Regions from separate parts of the Gossypium hirsutum genome. Here region 1 is linked to region 2. A link is a contact called in public Hi-C data. All regions are on one chromosome and are shown on one strand. Each heading gives the region's core, a stretch centred on a gene start, on an enhancer-like site or on the middle of the called end of the contact. The rest is flanking DNA. Distances are from core to core; before and after follow the strand shown. Region 1 has its middle 7.6 kb from the start of LOC107895569. Region 2 holds the start of LOC107896835 (WD repeat-containing protein PCN).

The links. A called contact is a pair of places that touch in the nucleus more often than the background predicts.
Region 1: a Hi-C map of leaf shows a contact between it and region 2, with 4 times the contacts expected there. The contact joins the enhancer-like site here to the promoter of LOC107896835 in region 2. A contact is called at or near these places in 4 of 34 Hi-C or Micro-C datasets (leaf and seedling).

What each region holds. Positions count from the first base shown.
Region 1 is chrA10:88,155,545-88,158,939 of Gossypium_hirsutum_v2.1, reverse strand. No RefSeq gene overlaps it. Among protein-coding and RNA genes, the nearest start is that of LOC107895569, 7.6 kb to the left of the region's middle. Within about 2 kb of position 1,414, at least 9 of the 9 cell types and tissues checked have an H3K27ac peak or open chromatin away from gene starts, as enhancers often do. A contact at or near this core is called in leaf, where this site is marked.
Region 2 is chrA10:88,044,765-88,048,027 of Gossypium_hirsutum_v2.1, reverse strand. It overlaps LOC107896835 (WD repeat-containing protein PCN), which reads left to right and starts at 1,502. Exons shown (of 11, transcript XM_016822124.2): 1 at 1,502-1,761; 2 at 1,845-1,988; 3 at 2,415-2,727; 4 at 2,816-2,879. The coding sequence starts at 1,597.

The sequences.
Region 1 (3,395 bases), core at 165-2,664, 110 kb before region 2:
TAAAAAGGCTTTAATACAAAGTATATGTATGTATATGTATATATTAATATTTAGACAAGAGGTTATATAAGAATATTAAAATGGCTTAATGCAAGAAGAGTTTTAGAACGATGATTTAAAAGATATATTATAAGAATTACGTAATATGATTATGAGAATATACTTAAATAAAACTTCATGTATATAAAATAATATAATATTGACAATAAGCTTGAAATTAAAAGTTGACCTTATTATAAAGTATGTATGCATATCTACATAATAGTATATGTATAAAAACATTCGTAAAAAATAATACATAAGGTATGAAAATATGGTTATCCAAAATTATAAATAAGTAAGTAAATAAATGATACCAATGACACAATTTATACGAATAAATGAACACGAGTAAAAAACAAGGAATGAATCTAAAAGAAACTAAATTGAAATCATGTTAAAAATAAAGAGAAAATTTTAAATAAAATAAGCTGTTAAAAAAAAAAGAGGGACCAGCGTGTAACACTTGCGAATGCGCAGGGACCCAATCTGAAAATAACCCAGACCCCCGAAATGCAACGCTCGGGTTCGGACCAAAGTACGAGTACGCGCGAAATTACAGGGTGAAATTTAAAAAAAACAAAAAAATGCAAATGTTAGCTGATTTGAAAGCGGGACGAAAAGGGAAGGACTTAAGAGGCAAATTTCCCATTAATGGGAAGCACGCGGATCCTCCCCGGATCAGGTCACACGTGTGCGGGTCATGCCAGATGGGTCCATACGACGTCGTTTCAAAGGCTATTGAACTTAGCCTGAAACAGCGTCACTCCATGCATTCAATTAGAAGGGAAAATCGGCCCAAACATCGGAGTATTTTAGCAAAGCAGACAAGGGAAGCCGAAACCCTAAGTACTTGCCCTCATTCAGCCGCCGTTCGACCTTTAATCCACCACGACTATTGATGGATAAAATCCTACGGTGGAGCCTTCTTTCTACTCGACTCCACGGTTTAATGACTTTAGCCACAAAGCCCTCTCTCTGCCTTCGATATTGACGAAGGGGATGGAGATCTCCAAGGCGCACTCACGAAGGTAAAGCTTCTGCCTCTTTTCTCCTTAATTTTTCTTTGTTCAAGAAAATAGGGGGAAACGAAAAAAGAAAAAAAGGAACCCAGAATCTGAATCTCACCTTTTAATTTCTTTTGTGTTTGGTATTTCAAATGTATTGATTGTGTGCGTAACCTTACAACTGGTGAAATCCCCTGGCTTTATAGCCGAATCGGGGTAAAAATGATAAAAAATAAATCGAAAAATACAATATTCTTCGTTGTTTTGTTTGTTTTGTTGTGCGTTTGTCCGTTCTTTGCAGGTACAGGGTGCGTGGCGCTCGGGTACGGGATTGGGCTGGCTCGGGCGTGGCTGCTAAAATGTTAGGGCGTACAGAGGCACGGAGCTACTGTCCGATTACTGGTGCGGCGCAGGAAGGAGGAGTGACCTAGGGTTACTGAAGTTGTTTCAACTTTTGGGCTATTTTGGGCCTTGAAGCTTTGGACTGTTTTGTAAATGGGCTAGGGTATTAATTTTAGTGGACTGTTTGGGCTTGTAATAGGACACTAACTAAATGGACTTTATTTTATTCATTTATTTATTTGTAGATATTTTATATGTATATATGTGATTGGGGTTTTAGCGGGCCCGGGCCAAAATTGGTCATTACAATTCCAATTCAAACATCATTATTTATTTTTGTGAGTGGAATAAATCACACACAAAGTAATAAAGGTTTTATATTAAAATATTCAATTAACATCAATTTCATATTCGATTCCTGAACAATCCTTACTTTTACTCTTAATAAAAAATTAGAATAATTGGCATTGCATTTAAAATTAAAAACTTTGTCACCCATTCCTCTCCTTCCAATAGTGTATGATAAAAAAAATTATTTAATCTATTTTTTTTATTGAGTGTGCTTTTGGTATGTGCATTATTAGTTATTTTTTAAAACTTATCAAGTCATTAAAAATAATCATATGTTTTATTTATATATTTAACGTGTATTAATTTTTTATATATGGCATTGTTAAGGGAAATAACTATAAACTTTAAAAAGATTAACGGTATGAATCATAAAACAAGCATAAAAGAAACCTCAATCATAAAAAAAAATTATCACCCTTTTAGTGTTGTTTATAAAAAAAAATGTATCACCCTCTACTAGCAATATACTTAATTTTTTTAATATATTATTCATAACTTCATTTATGGAATTTTTCGGCATAATAACTTATTTAACCCTTTAATTTTATAAAAAAAAAGGTCATTTTCGCCCTCTATTTAATTTTAAGTCATTTTTTAGTCTTCACACTTGTGTTTTTTTATCAAATCACCTCAAAATAAATGAAAATATTAACACTTGTTAACTTTGTTAATGTGGCACATATGTCATTTTGTCACATAGATGTCGCGTCAGCAATTAATTATTTTTTAAATTTAAAATTTTTTAAATTTAAAATTTCAAAAAAAATATTTTAAAAAAATAAAAGAAGTATAAAAATATAAAAATTTATTTTTTAATATTTTTTAAAATTTAAAAAAATTAATTAATTGCTAATGTGACATACATGTGAAACTCACATGTATGTCATGTCAACAAAGTTAACAAATGTTAAATTTTTCCATCCATTTTCAGGTGATTTGACAAACAATGCAAGTTCCAGTGCTAAAAAATGTTGGAAAACAAATAGAATGCTAAAATAATTTTTTTTATAAGGTTGGAAGGACAAAAAAATCATTATGTTAATTTTTTTAACTCCATAAATTAACTTGCAATACTAAATTTTGTGGATGAAAGAAAAATATGTAAATAATATATAATTTTTTTAATTAGTAGTATCTTTTAGAAGAAAATAATGATAGTTTTTTAAAAAAAATTATGGTAGATTTTTTTAAGATGATAAGCAAATTATTTTCATAAATGTGACTCTCTTTTTTTAAGTGTGGTTTAAGACTTTCGTTGAGTTACAGTCCCTTTCAATTAAGTCTTTAACGCTCTGAATTATTTAATTTTGTTTTTGAGAATTTTGATATAAATATGTATCTATTTTAGTGGCTAACTGTTCTGATTTTGTGTTAAGGTCTTGGGTTCAAGTCCCATTTTTAGAAAATATGTTATTTTTTATCCTACCTTTATCCCTTTTAGGTGGGCTTTTGTTATATTTTTGGTAAGCTAATATCAGAATGAGCTTGCTGGTTCAAGTGGTAAGGTGTTAGCTTGCCTAAGGTTTTGTGTTTGAATCCTAGTGTGAGCAGAGATGATAATCTTTGCTTCAATTGTGTAGTAGAGGTTCGGTGGAAGTAAAATTTTGAGGTAGTTGGATGTGGTTAGTGGGTAGGATTCTGGGGGATAAGGTGGTT
Region 2 (3,263 bases), core at 253-2,752:
GAAAGCTTTAAAGTAATTTAATATCTTTTTTCTTTTCTGTTTGTATTTTTTTATTTTTTAATACACGTGTTTTATTTATTTATAATAATTTTTACATTTTTGAAGTTTTTTTTATAATTTTTATCAAAAAATGAAATTTTAAAATTTTTCTTTTTAATTTGGAATTTTTAGAATTAGAACTAGATTGACAAATTTTGTAAATGTTGAGGGCTAAATATATTGAATTTTTTTAGAATCAGAACTAAAATGACAAGTTTTGTAAACATTAAGAGCTAAATTTGTTGAATTTTTAGATTTGGAACCAAATTAATAGAACGTGTAACATTGGAGGGCTAAATTTGTTATTATGCTAATAAGAAAAGCCCATGTCAGACTTCCGTTATTGAGTTAATGGCAACTAATGGAAGAGTGACTAAAATATTTAATTTCGAAAATTAAGTGACTAAAATGAAAAAAGATTGTTGGATAATTAAAATAGAACTAAGTGCATAATTGAGTGAGTATCCTTATAGTTTACCCTAAAAAACAATTACTAAATAGTAATTAAGTTAATGTCTAATATTATGATAAAAATAAATAAGAATGTTACTAATATAATAAATTAAATTAAATTTAAATAAAGATAAGTGAACCAATAGAAAATAAAATATTTTTATTATTAATAGAAAATAAAATCAAATAATTTTTATTATTAAAAAATTATACGTTTATGCATTTTCATTACTATTTTTTTTATAAAGGATAAAGAATAATGGTTATTTAAGGATTAACCTTAATATCAATGTCAATAAAAACCTAATATAATTTTTTTTATCATTTTACTCGTGGTTCGATGAATGGGACTCTGTTGGATTGAGCTTCTCACATTTTAACTTCTAATTTTATTTTTAACATCTATTTTTGAATAAAAAATATAAAAAATTATAAATCTATCATGAAATAGCTTTCAAAAAATATTTATAAAATTGGCATCAAAATTTTTAAAAAAGAGTAATATTTTTTTAGAAAGAAATTATTAGTAAAAAAGATATAAAATAATATTAATTAAAGGCATAATAACTCATTTGGCCCTTCAATTTTTTTGAAAAAGTCAATTTTAGTTTTTCATATAAAATAACCTTTTAACTTGTATTGTTGGTCAGATCACCCAAAATAGGTGAAAAAGTTAATAGCTGTTAACTTTAATGACCATCCACGTGATAGTTGACTTGTATGTCACATAAGTAATTAATTTATTTTTTAAAATTAAAAAGATTAAAAAAATATTATTTTATAATTTATATTAGATTTTTTAAAATTTTTAAAATTTAATTAATTACTAACATAGTATTCACATGACAAACCATGTGTATGTCACATCAACAACTAGATGTTTTAAAGTTAAAAAAGACTAAAAACTAAATGAGGACTAAAATGATTTTTTATTAAAGTTAGAAGGTCAAATAAGTCATAATGCATTAATTAAATGATATTATAATATTAGATCGGAGGTTTCCTACTAGGTATATATATGTACATCTGTGCATCGCCTAGAGTTTTATTTACTGCTTTCTACCCTGAAATTGGCCTCCAAGGATTGCAGCCGCCCCAGCCACAATGCTCCCCAAAGCTTACCGAACCAGCTCAATCGACTGGAAGCCGTCTCCGGTTGTCGCCCTTGCTACCAGCCCCGACGACTCTCAGGTTGCGGCCGCTCGTGAGGATGGCTCCCTCGAGATTTGGCTTGTCTCTCCAGGCTCTGTTGGCTGGCATAAGCAGCTGGTACCCTCAACTTTTCTTCTTCCATGTTATTACTATATCTTTTTCGTTTTAGTTCAGTTTAATTTATTGGTGGCTTTGTGTAGACTATTCATGGGGATTCTACTTGTCGAGTTTCCTCGCTGGTGTGGTGTTGCGTTGGTTCAAAAGGCCCGTCTCCTGGCAGGTTGTTCTCCTCGAGTATTGATGGCTCAGTCTCGGAATGGGATCTTTTCGACTTGAAGCAGAAGGTTACTTTTCATTATTTTTCCTCGCTTTTGCCATTTGTGGTATTCTCTGTCGTATTAACCTATTGGTTAAATCCAACGGGGTTTATTGGATGATTCTAACCTCTCCAACCTCAATGAAACATTTATATTAATTACTTATGGCCTTTTTGAATAATGAGATTGTACCCGAGTTCTGAGTCCCTCTCTTATCATTTTCTTCCGGTTGCCTTGTTGTAGGCTTAATTGTTTATGTTGGTTGAAGTATGAGATACTGCTATGATTCAATGAGAGTGATATATGGTTACGTAGATTTTGTTGATAGACTCCCATTGAATGGGTTTCTTTCTTTCTTCCTTTCTTTCACATTACCCTTCTAGTGTGCAAGAAGCTTTGAATAGAAGTTATCTTGTATTCATTGTTTATTTATGTTATTAAACCCTTATGCAGATTGTGCTAGAGTCAATTGGAGTTTCAATCTGGCAGATGGCTGTGGCACCGATTAATAGACTGCCAACTCATGAAGAGACTAGGTCTCAGAATTTTGGAAATGGTTATTTGAATGATAAATATGAATGCAATGATACTGATGATGATGAAAACTGTGAAAGTGGAGATGTTTCAGACTCAGAACAAGTTTATCAGAAACTAGTTATGGAAGATAGACGTGTAGCAATTGCTTGTGATGATGGAGCTGTGCGAATGTACACTATTTCTGATCTTGATAAGTTAATCTACCAAAAATCATTGCCTAGGGTTAGTGGTGAGATATCTACACCTGAGCAAAAATTCTTCCAAGGTTATTGCTTTTAGTTTTAGTCGGAGCTTATAGGTGCTAATACTATTTGCAGGACGTGCTCTAAGTGTGACCTGGAGTCATGACTCAAACAGGATATATTCAGGGAGTAGCAATGGGTAAGTTTGTCTTTAAGTGAATATGCTGCATGTTCTTTTATGACAACAGTTTATTCATATGGTAATATGATAATTCTGGGAATGCTTGCTTATTAATTTCTCATTTTGATTGATTTTATATCATTAATTTCAATTCCACTGTACTCCTATGTAGGGACTAGGGATGGTAATGTAGTGGGGTGGAGGTGGGGATTGGCTCTTCCACTTCTGCCCCCGTCCTGCATGGATTTTGAAAATATCCATCCCGATGGATAGCGTTTACATTAATAACTGCTCCACACTGCTTTCACTGCTCTACCCCATTTTTTACTAGTTATTTTTAAGTAAATATTGTGTAAATTGTAATAGTTCTTTCATGATATAATCCATTAGTATTTATAACAT